Linked DNA regions of Rattus norvegicus: regions 2 and 3 are each linked to region 1. A link is a contact called in public Hi-C and HiChIP or PLAC-seq data. All regions are on one chromosome and are shown on one strand. The core of a region is the stretch at or near the end of the contact, and the rest is flanking DNA. Distances in the headings are between cores, read along the strand shown. Region 1 holds the start of Appl1 (adaptor protein, phosphotyrosine interacting with PH domain and leucine zipper 1). Region 2 holds the start of Arhgef3 (Rho guanine nucleotide exchange factor 3). Region 3 holds the start of Tasor (transcription activation suppressor).

The links. A called contact is a pair of places that touch in the nucleus more often than the background predicts. HiChIP or PLAC-seq counts read pairs in DNA pulled down with a chosen protein or histone mark.
Region 2: a contact with region 1 is called in a Hi-C map of frontal cortex, with 2.2 times the contacts expected there. The contact joins the promoter of Arhgef3 here to the promoter of Appl1 in region 1. A contact is called at or near these places in 2 of 12 Hi-C or Micro-C datasets (the A7r5 cell line and frontal cortex).
Region 3: an H3K27ac HiChIP or PLAC-seq map of oligodendrocytes shows a contact between it and region 1, with 7 times the contacts expected there. The contact joins the promoter of Tasor here to the promoter of Appl1 in region 1. A contact is called at or near these places in 1 of 12 Hi-C or Micro-C datasets (frontal cortex) and 1 of 1 datasets of contacts at active chromatin or transcription factors (oligodendrocytes).

The regions. Positions count from the first base shown.
Region 1 is chr16:2,171,952-2,174,651 of GRCr8, reverse strand. It overlaps Appl1 (adaptor protein, phosphotyrosine interacting with PH domain and leucine zipper 1), which reads left to right and starts at 1,256. Exons shown (of 22, transcript NM_001399084.1): 1 at 1,256-1,376. The coding sequence starts at 1,323.
Region 2 is chr16:2,517,892-2,520,591 of GRCr8, reverse strand. Arhgef3 (Rho guanine nucleotide exchange factor 3) reads right to left here and starts at 1,381. Exons shown (of 10, transcript NM_001106061.1): 1 at 1,168-1,381. The coding sequence starts at 1,260.
Region 3 is chr16:2,612,158-2,614,857 of GRCr8, reverse strand. It overlaps Tasor (transcription activation suppressor), which reads right to left and starts at 1,350. Exons shown (of 24, transcript NM_001427354.1): 1 at 763-1,350. The coding sequence starts at 1,105.

The DNA of each region.
Region 1 (2,700 bases), core at 7-2,506:
ATCATATCACTGAAGATAGTTCTGTGGAACTATATAATTGAAGTCTATCATAACACTCCTGAAACATAGTTTTTAATCTTTCAAGAGATCATGGGGGAAAATCGGGTAACTTTAATCTCAAACATGCAGCCTCATCTTTATTACCATATTTGGATTTGCTCCAGGGTCTGGATTTGGTTCAGAGCAGCTGGAGAGCCAGGAGGCTAATACCCCTCTCTCAGCATATCATACTTTTTGAATGATAGTGGAACGGACTGGTGAATTAATGGGGAGATTTTTTTTGGAGGGGGGAATGTTAGTGATTTTTGTCATTTTCCCCCTGTGTATCGATAAACACTACAGAAAAATAAAAAAAAAAAAAGTGTGAAGCAGGAGAAAAGGGTCCATCAAGGCTGAATCCATAAAACACAACAAAACAAAACAGGCCAAATCTCCAACTGTGTGTGAATTTCACTCTACAGTCAAGGAAACCATAGAAGCTATTTGAGTCTCTTCCATAACTTTTTGGTGAAACAGAAATGCCAGTCGGTTTGTGAGAGAAGCGTTTAACAATGGAGGTAAGTCCTCCAGTAACTGTATCTTTTAAATTTTCATTTAGAAAAAAGTTTTCCTTTGTGATCTACAAGAAATAGGGTGATCGTATTTTCAGCACTGTCAAACTTCAAGGCCAGGTAAGAACTAATGAACTGTCAACAAAATCAAGGGTTTTAAACTGATGCTGATAGCCGGGTGTCCAGGAAAAAAAAACAAAACGGTTTACTACTACTACAAATTAAGGTAAAGCCTGTTAATGACACAATTGCTGATTTCACAGATTTGTATGTAAGCACCACTTGACAGGAGTTAAGACTGAAAACTTCGAGCAGGTTTGGGAAGGTTATGGCGCCAGGCGTTGGGGTTTTTCTATGGCTGCTGATGAAATACGGTGCAGGTCCCCTCGAGCCGTAGTCAGTCCAGGCTCAGGTTAGCGGTGCGCCGGCGTGATTCAGACTACGTGCTCAAATACGCGCGCCCGACGATGGAGGTAGACGCTCGCACACAGCACGGTCCGCGCGACCACTGGTCAGTGGAGAGCCCGCGGTCGGGGAGGAATTCCCGGCCAGCCCCGTAGCAGTGACCGGCGTCGCAGCGATCCAATGGTGCGCTGGAGGCGGGGCTGCTGGGCATAGGGGGGCGGGATTTCCCGCGCGGCGGCCGCTGAGCTCGGGGCTGGGGCGGCGGCGCCTGCGAGAGGGCGGACCGGGTCAGCTGCTACAGGCGGGGCCGTGCGCGGAGCTGTGGGCGGCTGCCGAGTGTCCTGCCGCCGCCCAGCCTTCGCCACGATGCCGGGGATCGACAAGCTGCCCATTGAAGAGACCCTGGAGGACAGTCCGCAGGTGAGGCGCGGGCGGCGGCTGAGGACAGCGCGCGGCCTAGCGCGGGCTTGGAGCCTCAGGTGCCCGCGGCCCAGGTGGACGCCGCCGTTCTGGGTCGCTGTCTGCCGGGGCCGCGCCCTACATTCCCGGGTCGGGCTAGAGGCCCGCGCGTGCTCGCGCGGCTGGGCCACGGGCGGGGCGGAGACCCGGCGGCCGCCGCTGTCTCTGGTGGGGCCTGGCGCTTGAGTCCGCGCCGAGTCTCCTCTGCATTTCACGGGAGGTGCTGTTTTTATCGCGATGATAGGATGTGAGATAAGTCCTGGTCGTGGCGTTTTCAAAGGAGGCCCGGCATTCGGGGGACCGCAGTGGCTAGTTTTCTTAGGAAGGGGCTGCGAGCAGGAGTGTGCAACGCCGGGTGGACGCAGGAGTGCGCTCCTTGCTTCCCGTCTTGTATCGGTGCCCGAGTCTCAGGCTGGTGACTGTCACTTGAGCTGTGCACCGCGGGTGACGGAAGGCGCCTACGCTGCTTCGAGGAGGCTGAGGCTTTGGGTAGCAGATTTGGCCCGAATAAATTCGTCAAAATGAAAGCCCCGTTTTTGTGTGTTAGAGATGATGCTGGTGTGCTTGCTCTGGCTGAAGACAATTTGTATTTCTTTTTCTGTACTGAATGAGATCAATTGTGTTTTAAAGGGTGTTGGGGCCTCTAACTTGTGTAAACTTCATCCTTATGCCAACCTTTATATATAGCGAGAGATATAAAACAATGTTGCTGGTAGATTTTTTAAAATATTACTTGCTGAGAAATACATACTTCATATGCATTTGTAGTTTAATATGCGCCCCTCCAACCAAAAAGAAAAAGGAAAAGAAAAGGGCTAGCGTTTGTTTTCCTGGATGGCACTTTTGCCGTGGATTTTGTGCCACTTTTGATTTCCAAGTTGAAATTGCGCTCAGATTGTAGAATTGATTTATTCTTTTCTCTGAAGGCTATCTTTATAGGCCAGTTGCTTGAAGGGATTCTTATCAGACTGTGAAAAAGAGAAGCCACGTTTTGGGTTATCTCGTAGTTTAAATTGTGCTTAGTGATTTTCTCAGTGTAAAGTCTTAAGATATATTTATTTCAGATGATCTGCTGCAATTTTGTGGTTGTATTGGTCAGAATTTTATCGTTTTCCTTTTTAAGAATTAAGACTCAGTACGCTGTCTGAACTAATTTTTCCCAGCTGACTTTTTATAGCTCAATAAAGACTATAAAGAGAATGGGTTACACAGTGCCCTATCTATGACTTTTGATGTAGAGACAGCCCTGAATTTTCAGTGTAAGTAGTTTACAGCTTGAATCAGT
Region 2 (2,700 bases), core at 132-2,631, 350 kb before region 1:
GGAGAGGGTTTTATCTTGTATAACCAGAGCCTGGCAGAGTCCTGCTGCAAGGAGGCACTGTTGGAGGAAATGAATCTCCAAATACACCTATACAGAATTCAGAGTCAAGGGCACACACTGAGCAGACAGACCTACATGTGTCGCATAGGTGGAACCAACCGTGCAGTGACTGGGCGGGACACACATCTGCCTCCAGCACCACCACTGCCCACCCGCCCCCCCCCCCCCGTCTTGGTGGTTCTCAGAGTGAGGCAGAGGAAAGTGGAGAACACACACACACACACACACACACACACACACACACACACACACACACGGGGGGGGGGGATGATTAGCTGGTGCTATAGACGCCACCACAGCAAGGCTAGGATCTGATAAGGCAACTGTCTTCTCTAAAACCCTGAAAAAGTACGAGAATAGTCTTCTCCCCCAGCTTAACCTACTAACTCTTTTAAGGGCAGTCAGCAACTTGCCAGAGACAGAGCACACGGGGGCGGGAGGGGAAAGCTTAAGAAAACCAAACTGAGAGGACTCCCTCAATTACCCAAGGGCACTGCCTCTCTCCCTGCGCCCAAGTTCCCAGAAAGGGAACTGTTTCTAGTCTTTAAGACAGCGAATTCACCAGCGTATAGCTCATTTTCAGCCTCAATTACTCTTTTAGCTTAGACCCAAAATGAACGACACTCTTCCTCCAACCTCCTTTATTGGTTACTTTTGACAAGTAAAGGTGCTCTGTCCTGCCCTTGCTCTCAAACAGCTACAAAACCAAGTGTGTCTGGTGAGATATCTGAACCGGTCTCAAAGAACTTAGGCTCTCTTAACCCCGACCGAGGACGGGGACACATTGCTTTACGAGGGGCTCTTCCTGACACCCAGGCCTCCCTAACAGGGCAGCGGTAGGTAGATGCCTTTGCGGGCTCTAGACAGAGACTGGAGTTCTGTCTGCCGGACTCTCCAGTAGGAGAGAGGCAGCGTCAGGAAACTGCGGTTCCCGGGCGCAGGGAGAGAGGGGCAGGGATAGAGGAGCCAAGAGAAGGCGAGAGGGAGCATTTGAAGGGGCGATCCGGAGAAGCGCAGCACTCCGGGGAGATGGAGAGAAAGTGTGCGGTATACAAGGTGAGGTGGCGGAGAAGCCCGAGGTGCAGGTGTGTGGAGGGCGCGTCCTACCTCGTCCTTGGCCACCCCGCTGCCCAGGGGCGCCTCCAAGCTGCAGTTTGCCCTCTTGACAGTGAGGTAGAAGGGGTAATCCTTGGCCACCATGGCAGCTGCCGGGCCTGCCCTTTGCGATGTCACCGCTGATCCCAGGCGACAACAAAAATCCCGGGTAAAAGAGGGCCCGAGCTCCACGATGCCGGCGGCGGCGACGCGAACACCTACAACGGCTTCTAGCAGGCTGGACCTGATGCCTGGCTCCACCGGGAGGGCGGGCCGCTGTAAGCCACGCCCACGGAGGGAGGGCGGATGGGCGGGACTAGAGAGGACCACCCCGCCCTCCTAGGAACGCCAGGTGCGGACGTGTAGACGCCTCGTGGGGCTGGGGCGGTTCTGCCAACTTTGGGGACCTCAGGGAACACGCGCGTTGAGCCACCAGACCCCAGGCAACTCCATTCGTGGAAGAACAGTTTGTAGCAAGGAGGCCCGGGAGCGAGGGGGCAAGGCCCAAGCCAGAATCATTTTGAGGCGTAGGCGGGGTGTGTGCAGGGTTTCTCTACATAGCCCTGGCGGTCCTTTTTTAAAAGTGAGCGTTAGTAGGGTAAAAGCAGTCCAAACAGTTAAATGCGCCCACTTTAAGTGTGCAGTTCAAAAAGCACCGCGTAACCAACCTCCACAGCCGAGAGACAAATACTTTCCACCACATATGGAGTCCCCTCTAACCATCCTCTTCCCCCTCCCACGTGCCTACACTCACGCCCCTACACCCACGCTGGACTGATTCAGTCTGTTTCCAGTCTAAAGCAAAGATCACGTTTTGGGGGATCTTTTCTAAGGGAAACACTGACGTTGTAAATGCCCAAGAAGCAATTAAAAGGGCGTTGCTGCAGCCCTGACCAGTCAGTAAAAAACAAACAAACAAACAAAAAACTAGAAACAATGGCAACGGTCTTTGGTAAGAGTACTTTAAGTAAACTTTTCTAATTATAGAACACCACCCCATAGCGATCAGAAAGGAGATGGGTCTATGGGTGGGGCACTGAAAGATCTCCTTGATGCTGGCCTCAGTTCGAAAAGTAAAAGGCTGGCCTTTTGAAGAATAGTTAGCAAGTGTGGGGCTCTGAGTTCAGTTCCTGCATCCAAAATATAACAGTGCGGAATCAAAGCAGTAGAACAGTCTGTGATCAAAACACATCTACAAAAGAATACTTTCCTTCTTCCTTCTCTTTCTTTGCTTCTTTGTTTCTTTGTTTCTTTCTTGATATTTTCTATAAAGACATACTTGTAGGTCAACAACATTTAATGTCTAGAAAAATCTGAGACAAACTTACACTGTCCCTGGTGGCAGAGGAGAAGAAACATCTGAGATAGAAAAGGTAGTGATAGTCAACAAAGAGGCTTTACAGTTACAGTAACAATTTTCAACGTCTTAAAAGAAAACTATGTTCGCATGTCACCCAGGGGAAAGAAGAAATTAATTTTCTTAAAGTTATCATTTCCTCCAAATAACATTTCTTGTAAACTTCCCTGTAGTATCTTTCCATCCTC
Region 3 (2,700 bases), core at 101-2,600, 440 kb before region 1:
ATCCAGAAAATCCCAAATTACCAGTCAGTCAAAACCTACTCTAAGGGGGAAAAAAGTGTTGTACGTTTTACAATATGGGCACTAAGATCTCAAAAAGTAAGCAACTAACCCAACTGTTCCTATAATCGATTTAAGAAACTAATAAGAGTAAGACTAGGCTTGGAGTGATACAGAAGAAACCTACGTACGCTAATGCTTTTCCAAACAACTACATGGAAATGAAGTGTGATGGAAAACTGTGCATGGAGATTTTTCTAAATAAGAGAAGACGCTGACATCGAGCACATTTCAAGTAGACACACAGAGCTGAAGAATTTCCTCAGTGAGAAACACTTGTCCTTAGAACGCAATGGCCTTGGAGAAAGCCTCAGAATCCATGGCTACAGGCTATTTCCACAAGCAGACTTCTCAGAAGCATCTTTAGGAGACCACGGTCAGCTTCTCTGCCTTCAGGGCTTGGGGAAAGAGGGGCACGGAGCACCATCTTTCCTCTCGGGGAGCTGCAGCCTTATGGAAACGCTTCAAACCTTAGCTACTTCCAGCTTCCACGGGGAGAGGGGGAGCGGCGGAGCGTGGTTCCACCCTATCCTCTCGCACCAAGGGCGGCTGGGCGGCCGTGGCAGTGAGGGGAAGAGGCGGCTGGCGCTTGCGTGCGTGTTTACGTGTCTCGGATGGGGGTGGGAAGAGGAGACAGAGAGGTCCTAATGAAAGATGGAGGGGGAGGGAAGAGAGAGAGGGGTTGGGAGGAAGGGGAGGCACCACCTTTCTTTTCTCTGCTCTTCCTGGGGATCTGAAAACTCCGCCTAAAAGGCCTTTCCGGCTCTTCGGCGCCTTTGGGCAGAGAGGCCGCGGCCGCCTCGGACTTGTTCTGAAGCGGCTCGTGGCCGTGGCTCCGAGCGGCTTCGGCTGCCGCCGTCTCCTCAGGCCCCGCGCCGCCGCCGCGGCCGCCGAGCTCCGCGGTGGAGAAGACGCCGCCATTTTGTAGGGAGGACTCAAGCTCCGGAAGGGCTGGCTTCATCCCGTCGTCTCCGCCGCCGCCGCCGCCGCCACCGTTTTCCCAGCTCGTGTCCGTCGAAGAGGCCTCCGTCTCCGCAGCAGTCGCCATCGCGCGGGCGTGAGGCGCTCCAGGGAGCTTCCGCCCACAAGGTCGACGGGCGTGGGGGGGAAGGGCGGCGGGCCAGGCCACCGAGCTCCTCTCGGCCCACCCGGCCCCTCCGCCCCCGGGGGCCGCACTCCAGCCACAGAGACGCCTTTTAACCGCCACCGCGGCTCTAAGCGTGCCTCTCGCCCCGGGAGCCGCCCCGGACTCGGGCGGCTTTTCAACCGGCCCCGGCTACCCAACGTGCTCGCGTCGGGCCCGGGAGGGGGCGGAGCCTCGGCTTGCCCGCTCTACCAATAGGAACGCAGCGCCCACCTCCGCGAATGCAGATAGACCGTTCCAGGGGGCGGAGCCTCGCGATGCGGAGCCCGCCAAAAGAGGAGACTGCCACGCCCGGGGAAAGCGTCGACGCTATCGCTTCAGACTGAAGGCCCGGGCCTGGCTGCATTCTGCAGATTCCTAGGCCCTGCCCTGTCCCTACTGCGTTTGATGGAGGCAAGCCCAGAGAGGTCTTCCAGACAGTGCTTTTGCAAGCGAGTGCCTTCTCGCCTCCCAAGTTCTGTGGACCAAACTCGGCAGATAATTGGCAGATTCTGGTTTTGTGACGTACTCATCAGTCTGCACTGAGCTGCTCTTCCAAACGACCAGGGTTCAATTCCCAGCATACATACGACAACAAAACCAGATGTTAGTCACTTCAGAAGATCCACATCCTTTTCTGGCCTCGGTGGGCACTAGGCATACATGTAGTACTCTATCATAAATGCATGCGAAACACCTATAAACCTATAAAGCCTATAAACACGTAAGATCTGAAGTAAGAAGAGATAAGAAAATGGCCTCCAGCGATAAGCACCGTGATAACATTCCATTCCCTCCAGACTTTCTGCCTTCCCAGTAGATCACGTGCACTGGCCGTGCTCCAGTCCGTAGCACTACCTAAGCAAACATTGAATAATTGGGATTCTTCCACATAATTTACAACCTAATGATGAGGGGAGGCATGCGTACTTGCACACGCATGCCACCACCTAGAAGAAAGCAACTCGATAGTGAAATGAAAGAAGGGCATTTCAATAGTTTCTTCCTAGGTAAGGGGTCCTGAGTTACCATCAATAGAGACACATTCTCAAAACAGACACCAAAGAGATGCCTTTGCACAATTTAATGTTGAAACTTGGACAAATTGAGATGACAAAAGCCAGGTCTAATTCCAACCAAAGTATTTACACTGCCTAGGGCCTAATTTCCAAGCAGCTCTGCCCTAAAGCATTGATGAAGAAACACGGGATACATTTTACTCGAGATCTCTAAGCAGCAGTAGCAGCAGCCGGATGCCCCAGATCTTTGTCCCCTTTGAAGAAGGAATTGTTAGGCCAAGAAAATAAGCTGCAAGCCATAGAGCCACAGCCTCTGTCAAGTGACTGGTACTAAAAGAGCTTTCCAAGACCAGCGAGGATCTAGGCTGAGCATCCCTTGATTGAGATCGGGAGGTGGGTCCCAGGTTGAAGTGTAAAACCTGCACTTCTGTGAATCAAATCAAGGAAAAGTGTATAATGAGTCATTAGTAAACAGTTAAGGTAGATGCTCAGGATTTAGTT